Linked DNA regions of Zea mays: region 2 is linked to region 1. A link is a contact called in public Hi-C data. All regions are on one chromosome and are shown on one strand. Each heading gives the region's core, a stretch centred on a gene start, on an enhancer-like site or on the middle of the called end of the contact. The rest is flanking DNA. Distances are from core to core; before and after follow the strand shown.

Region 1 (3,951 bases), core at 446-2,945:
ATCCTCGACGATTCATCTCTTTGAAGATTTTGTGTCCATCTTCCTTCCTCCCATGCATGAAGAAATTCCTTATCAAGGATGTATAAACAACAGGATTAGCATTGTGGCCTGTATCTAGCATGTTTTCAAATAACCTATAAGCATCATCAACATTTCCTTTCTTTCCTAATCCATCAATAAGAGAACAATAAGTCACAGAATTAGGATTGCAACCTCTCTGACTTGCAGTTTCAAACATCTCATAGGCCTCCTCAAACTTCTTTGCTTTGCAGAGCCTATCAACCATTATATTCACTGTCAACAAGTTAGGGAACAAACCAACACGTTCCATCTCATCCCGTATCACATAGGCCTCCTCAACCCTTCCAGCCATGCAAAGCATACCAATGATGATGTTATATGTAGAGGAATTTGGCTCTGCATCCTTTTTCATTGCCTCAAACAAGATCAGTGCTTGATCAACTTCACACTTCTTCCCAAGGCAAGTGAGAATCGAATTAAATGACACAACAGATGGAATACAACCCCTATCCTTTAACTGATCAAGAAGCTTATAGGCATTCTCAAACTGGCCTGCTGACCCATAACCCATGATCATTGTATTATACGCATACGCACAAGGCACAGCTCTTTCTGTCTCCATCTGACCAAACAGCTCCTCAGCCTCACTTAGCTTCCCTGCCTTGCACAACACCCAAATCATGCTCGTGTACGATACATCATCTGGCTTGAACCCTTGCGACTTCAACTCATGGAAGAACTTCCAGGCCATGTCCACATTCCCAGCCTTCCCGAAACAATCAATACACACATTGTACAGCACAATGTCAGGCTCGAGGCAGTTCCCCTTCACCTCGTCCACTAGTGCCAGGGCTCCCTCAACGCGCCCCTCACGGGCCAAAGCCCGCACCAGCGTCGTGAACAGCGGCACGCCCACCTCGTACCCGACTTCCTGCATCTGCCGCAGCAGTTCCAGCGCGCGTTCAGGCCGCCTGGCCTCCGCCATTGCGCCGATCAGCACGGTGTACGCCGAGAACGCTGGGCGGAACTTGAGCCGCCTCATTGTCCCAATCATGCGCTCGGCGTCGTCAAGGCGGTGGGTGCGCACTAGTGCCGCGACAAGGTCGGCGCAGGTGGGGTTGGGAACGCCGTACCCAAGGACGCTCATTTCCTCGAGAACTTCTTCCATGGCTGCGAGGTCGTGGAAGAGGAACGGGAGGACGGCGTTGTATGCGTCGGCGGGGAGCGGGTGCGGGGAGGCGGAGGAGGAGGCAAGGAAGAAGGGAGCGGCGAGAGAGGGGTTCTTGAGGGACCGTAGGACGGTTATAACGGCATCGCCGGCGGAGGCGGAGGCAGTGGAAAGGGAGGAAGAGACGGCGCCGGCAAGGTCGGGCGTCCAGGAGGGTGCGGCGGAGAGGAGGCGGAGAAGCTCGGTGGCGAGAGTGTTGGGGTGGTGCGGTGGGGGTGGTTTTGTGGAGAGGTAACGCCGGATGCGGAGAAGGGTGGGTGCGACGAGGACCTGGCGGCGAGCCGCCGGTGCCCACAGCGCCGCCGCCGCCATAGAGAGGGATTGATAAAAGAAAAACCCTAGCTGAGAATCAAGGCGGCTTGCCCATTTGGGAGATACTAGCAAGCATGGAATCAGATCCTCTGAAGTTGGCCGAAATGACCTACTCTACAGTTCCTCATCTGCTCCGTTTGTCCCAAATCCAACGATGATAAACTAACGACTCATCTCCCACGCAATGGAGCTGGGCTTGCAATTGCAACCGTTGCGGCCCAACAAAAGCACGTACTGCTCAGCTTTTTTTGGCGCGGCGTCTTGTTTTTCGGCGCAAGGACTAGCAGATAGCAAGTGTTTTTTTTGTATATTATGTTGATGCTAGCAAATGTCCTTTAATTATACATAAATATGCTTATTATGAGTTTGTAAAACTGGAACTGCATATGCGTGTTGAGCGCCAAAAGGGTGATCGCACGGTCCGCACTGGTGGTGCGGACCGTCCTCGCGCGTAGAACTAATTAGGGTTCCGAGTTTTTGCTACGGTTGTTAGCTAGATTCGCGGGATTAACTCGGGAGATTGGTTTGTAATGGGTCCAACCCCCTCCTCTATAAATATAGAGGAATACGGTCGATTAATAATCATCAATCGAATCAATAATCAGTTCATCTCTCGTTTTTTACCTTATGCATTAGGAGTAGTTCTAGTTTAGTTCTAGTTTAGCCTCTCAATCTCTAAATTCTTCGCTTCTCTTCGCTTCTACGTCGATTAGAGGTGTTTAGGGTGGTCTGTCGATCCTAGGCATCATCTAGAATCTCTCCTCCCCGACGGGGTCCCTCTCGGGAGCGAGATTCAGGCACCGTTGGCGAACTCCGCTGCCCCTGCGCACGCGCGGACCGTCCGGCCCATCAGGCAGGGAACCCTAGTGAAAGGGAAATGTGCCTTTGAGCAATTTCTATTATGTTTTGGTGATTAAGTGTATAACACATTTAATTGAGTTCTTAAGTGCTAAATGAAGAAAGAAGTGCAAATCAAAAGAATGTATGTTTCTGTTGGGGACTTGTTCTCAAATGCTATGAATTAAGAACAAGGCAGCACAAGATGTTAAATGTTAATGCCCTTCATCCTTCGATGCATTATTTCCCTTAGGATATAATGATCTTCAGACGAAGGTCATGAAGGACATACCTTCATCATCGCAGTATATGTTAAATAAAAAGAAGAAGCATATGACATGTAAGAAACAACATAAACAATCATATAACATTATCAATTTATTCTTATTATATGATCATGGAAAGGCGAATACAATATTAAATTACAAAAGTACCTTCGACTTGATAGAAGGCAAGAAAGTACAAGCGTGATGCAAAATCAAGCACAAGTCAGCGTGAACAGTATGTGGGTACTGTTCACCTATTTATAGGCACAGGACATAGCCTATGAGAAATTACAGTCATGCCCTTTACATTTACTATTGGCTTATAGAAAAATCTATGAGGACTGGATAGCCTTTTCCCCTTTAAGTCGATTCCTTTTCCCGTGATTGAGCCGAAGCTCCTTTGTGCATAGCTTCGAAGTAACGACAACCTTCGTCACGATCATGTCATTCTCATCGTATATGTCTTTAATCCTGAATTCGAAGGTACCTATTTATAAAACATGCTTGGCAAACACTGTTAAATTACGTTTTTGAGGACCTTCGGAGGATGAAGGCCCCCAACAGTATTAATTTGTTTAGGATAACGAATTCAGATTGCGACATGGACGAAGGCCTTAAGCCAAAGGTCCGAAAAAACACCTTCCCTTTGCTAGAATAGCAATCAGACAATGACAGACGGGGCCCTCCAATTTGGAGCGCGCTGAGTGTATAAATAAGAACTCACCCCGACTACATTTGGTACGTTGTTTGTGCCACTTGCTTTGTTTTCTCAATTTTATAGCTCTTGTTCACCAACGCTTGCTTAGTTTCTCAAGCTTTCTAAGCTTCGGTTTGAAGGACACGTTTTCGTCATTTCCAAATAAAAGATGTCTCAAGACAAGAAAGTTGTTGCTGAGACGAAGCTAACCGAAGAGGAGAAGCTCTTTGAGCAGAAGAAGGCTGTGAATCCTTATATAGCTGGGTTTTTAGAATCAATGGCAAAATCAAATACAGAGAAGATTACAAAAGAGATATTGGAGGGCCTTTCTGAAGATACTGGTGACAGGGACAACTATGATGCTGAAAGTGGGGGTGAAGATTCCGAAGATCGACCTTGGAGACCGAGCCATGTAATTTTCGGAAAGTCGACCATCAAGAAAAGTCACCTTGAGAGTATGAGGGGAAGGTACTTTCGAGATATATCTATTGTGAGGGCTGGCAAAGACGATAACACTTGAAAGTTGCCTAGAGGGGGGTGAATAGGGCGAATCTGAAATTTATAAATTTAAGCACAACTACAAGCCGGGT
Region 2 (3,951 bases), core at 684-3,183, 160 kb after region 1:
CATCAACCGGCTCCAAAGATAAAGTGGCTGTTGCGAAGGTCTGGTTTTTATTGGCCTAATATGATAGCTGATATTTTCAAGTACTACAAGGGTTACCAAGTGTGTCAAAAATTCAGTGACCTACAGTTGGTCCCTGCAGCCGAATTACATCCTATCATCAAGCATTGGCCTTTCAGAGGATGGGAATTAGACTTTATTGGGGAAATTCATCCTTCATCATCAAAGGGGCATCGGTTCGTGTTAGTTTCCACTGACTACTTTACCAAATGGACTGAAGCCGTTGCTCTAAAGAACATGACACACAAGGAGGTAATTGAGTTCATAACTGAGCATATTATTCATAGATTCGGCATTCCCCAGACCTTTACTACAGATCAAGGGACTTCTTTTATGTCAAAGGAGGTACGTGAATTTGTTGAATTATATAGAATTAAGTTGCTTAATTCATCTCCATATTATGCTCAGGCCAATGGACAGACCGAGTCTAGTAATAGGACATTGATTAACTTGATAAAAAAGAAGATATCTGATAATCCTAAGCATTGACATAAGATTTTGTCCGAAGCTTTATGGGCTCACAGAATATCTAAACATAGTGCTACTAAAGTGTCTCCTTTTGAGCTTGTCTATGGGCAGGAAGCAGTATTGCCTGTGGAAATAAGTTTGAATGCTGTCAGGTTTGCCAGACAAAATAATCTAACCATCACTGATTATTACAATTCAATGATGGATAATATTGATGAGGTGGCCGACAAGAGGGTGATAGCTTTGGGAGCAATAGAAAAGGACAAGATCATGGTAGACACTAGACAGGGCCTACAACAAGAAGGTCAAAGCAAAGTCATTTCAAGTAGGGGACCTGGTGTGGAAGACCATTCTGCCTCTAAGGAATAAAGACCGGAAGTTTGGAAAATGGTCACCAAGCTAGGAAGGTCCTTATAAAGTAAAACATGTAATGTCTGGTAACACCTATTTATTGCAAACATTACAAGGCAAGGATTTACCAAAGGCATTGAATGGGTGTTTTCTCAAGCAGTACCATCCTAGTATGTGGCAAGATGCTTAAGAAAACCGATGTAATCACATCGAGTTAAAATGCTTTTGGTTTGCTCAGCTCCACCAAAAGGTTGGAGGCATATGTTGGGCACCAAAATGAGAGGCCGGACGGTTCGGCCCTGGGGCCGGACGGCCCGCGGTCCGGACAGTCCGCGCCTGTGGGCTGAACGGTCCGCGCAGGCGCAGAACAGATTAGGGTTCCGAGTTTCTTGCTATGTTTGTTGGCGAGAATCTCGGGATAAGCTCGGAAATTAGTTTGTAAAGGGTTCAGCCCCCCTCCTCTATAAATAGAGAGGTATACGGCCGATTTGTAATCATCAATCGAATTAAAAACACTTCTATTTCGCATTTATTTCCTAGGAATAGTTCTAGTCTAGTTCTATTTTAGCCTTCTGATCCCCCAAATTCTTCGCTTCTCTTCGACTCTACGTCGATTAGAGGAGTCTAGATCGGCCTGTCCGAGCCTAGACAACTTATAGGATCTCTCCTCCTCGACAGGGTCCCTCCCGGGAGCGAGATCCAAGCGCCGCCGCTGATCTTCCGCCACCCCTGTGCACGCGCGGACCGTCCGGCCGTCAGGCAGGAACCCTAGCCTCGCACCAGGCCGCGGACCGTCCGGCCTCTGCGCGCGAACCATCCGGCCTCTGCGCGCGGACCGTCCGCCCCTGTGCAGAGAGCACCGCCGCTAGTTCGTGTTGAGTGTTCGGTGCCCTAAAAAGGTGTCAACAGCGTAGATGACATATTTGATAATGGTATTCAAACGAAAAGCTTTTTAAAATGATGGTAAAACGACGACTCTACGTTTCATAATGATATAATTTCAAATTTGTCTTCATCACATAGTGCAAAAAAGCACCAGAAAAGCCGTACGGACGCTGAACAACACGCATTCCTACAATCGGACAATCCTACTCCAAGCATTGAGGGACACGGAGGCGGCGCCGTTCGGCACTGCACGCTCACGGGCTCGCGCATTAGTGGATACTCTCCCCCGGCGCCACGAAATCGTCCGCTCTCACCACCTTCCATCGGTCCCTCACGATCTTGCCAAGAATCCAAGATCCGCCTGCGGTAGCTAGCGGTCCTATCTTGATCCGATGGTGTCACCGACTCCGGGAGGGAAGGATGCAAGGGAGGGTGGCGGCAAGGCGGAGTGGATGATCTACGCCTTCGTGGCGCGCGGCACCGCGGTGCTGGCGGAGTACACGGAGTTCACCGGCAACTTCCCCGCCATCGCCGCGCAATGCCTGCAGCGGCTACCCGCCGGGTCGTCCTCCGCCGGCACCGGCCCTGACGGCCGTGGCGATGCGCCGGCACGGTTCAGCTACGCCTGTGACCGACACACATTCAACTTCCTCTTGTACCGCGGCTACGGTGAGATACGAATACGATGCGACCAATCGACGCCTTTTAAACTTTTAAGACTTTTGCTAGTAGAAGTAGGAGGTGCTATAGCGTATAGCCTATGGGGGACCAATGATTCTAAAACTCGACCTGCGGGAAAAGAGTTCCACCCATACATAGCGACACGGAAACCATGTGAGAACGACCACGATCGGGGCTGAGTCTTAGACCCGTGCTTTGGCGTGGGACAAACGAGGAGATTTTTTAACCACAACCTAAAATTCGCTCACACGGAGAGTCAACCCAGGACCAGACCATCTAACCAACTCGGCTAGAGGCACTTTCGCGGGACCAATTATTCTAATTTGTTATGCTTTCTTAGTGGTGCTAAAAATGACAGTGGCAAAGCTCCAACCTTGATTACTTCAGCTTGTACTACATAAGTAAAAAAACTAGAATCGGAGCTCGGGATTCTTTTGCAATCGGATTGCAAGATCACCCCCATAAAGGTATTTTCATTAATCGCCAGACTGGAACTATAAAAGTTCAACAACAATGTTGGTTATCAACCAAGAGCCTAAACTCTTTTGTCATGTGTGATCATGTTGATCCTGCATTGTTGTGGATCTTACAGATCTGGCTACAAGCCTACATAGTCCATTTGTTTCAAATTTCAAATTATAAGATGTTTTGGATTTTCTAGATATGTTACTTCATAATGTATATCTAAGTGTATAGTCAAACTTATGAATATAGAAAATTCAGAACGTCTTATAATTTATAATGGAGAGAATACAACTTAACTGCTATAGATCACATGATTATGATAATCTGTATATTTATGGTTACACATTTGCTATATGAACATTTTGTAGCCTATTGTGTAGTTGCGGAGGAATCCGTTCCAAAGAATGTCTCAGTGGCATTTCTTGAAAGGTTAAAAGATGACTTCATGAAGAGATATGGTGGTGGTAAAGCTGACACAGCTCTTGCAAAATGTCTAAATAAAGAATATGGGTATGTCTTGTAATAACTAATAAGTTCTGCTGAGAATGCACAGAATGTTTTATTGTTTTTTCCCCTGAAAAATGAGCTTTTCATCAATGCAGACAAGTTATAAAGCAGCACATTCAATATGTTCTTGATCATTCAGAGGAACTAGATAAAATGTTAAAAGTGCAAGCCCAAGTTTCAGAAGTGAAAAATATAATGTTAGACAGCATAGAAAAGGTATGTTATTGTGTTGTTATTCGTCGATGTGTATAGCAGCACCTGAAACAACATAGAACAGGACCAGGATTCCATGATTAATGTGTCCTCTCCTTGGTTGATGATATAGGCGCCACATAGAGCAAGTTATTGATAGAACTCATGGATGGAAATTGATTTTCATTTCTGCAAAAAAAACACTATTGGAGTGTCACATTAATGGAAATGACTTCTTAATCACGTACATAACATTCAAAGTAAACCTTGTCCATATAAGGATTTTTTTGCAATGAATATAAAGGAAATTATATGTCTTGTTAGGTGTACAGTTTATCGTTATTT

The links. Hi-C and Micro-C count contacts between places; a contact is called where the count stands out from the background.
Region 2: a Hi-C map of tassel shows a contact between it and region 1, with 2.2 times the contacts expected there. The contact joins the promoter of LOC100283894 here to the promoter of LOC103633782 in region 1. A contact is called at or near these places in 4 of 25 Hi-C or Micro-C datasets (ear, endosperm, leaf and 1 more).

Annotation. Positions count from the first base shown.
Region 1 is chr7:26,265,098-26,269,048 of Zm-B73-REFERENCE-NAM-5.0, forward strand. LOC103633782 (pentatricopeptide repeat-containing protein At3g06920) reads right to left here and starts at 1,696. Exons shown (of 2, transcript XM_020541033.2): 1 at 1-1,696. The coding sequence starts at 1,561.
Region 2 is chr7:26,424,909-26,428,859 of Zm-B73-REFERENCE-NAM-5.0, forward strand. LOC100283894 (vesicle-associated membrane protein 724) reads left to right here and starts at 1,934. Exons shown (of 5, transcript NM_001156792.2): 1 at 1,934-2,430; 2 at 3,276-3,417; 3 at 3,510-3,630. The coding sequence starts at 2,154.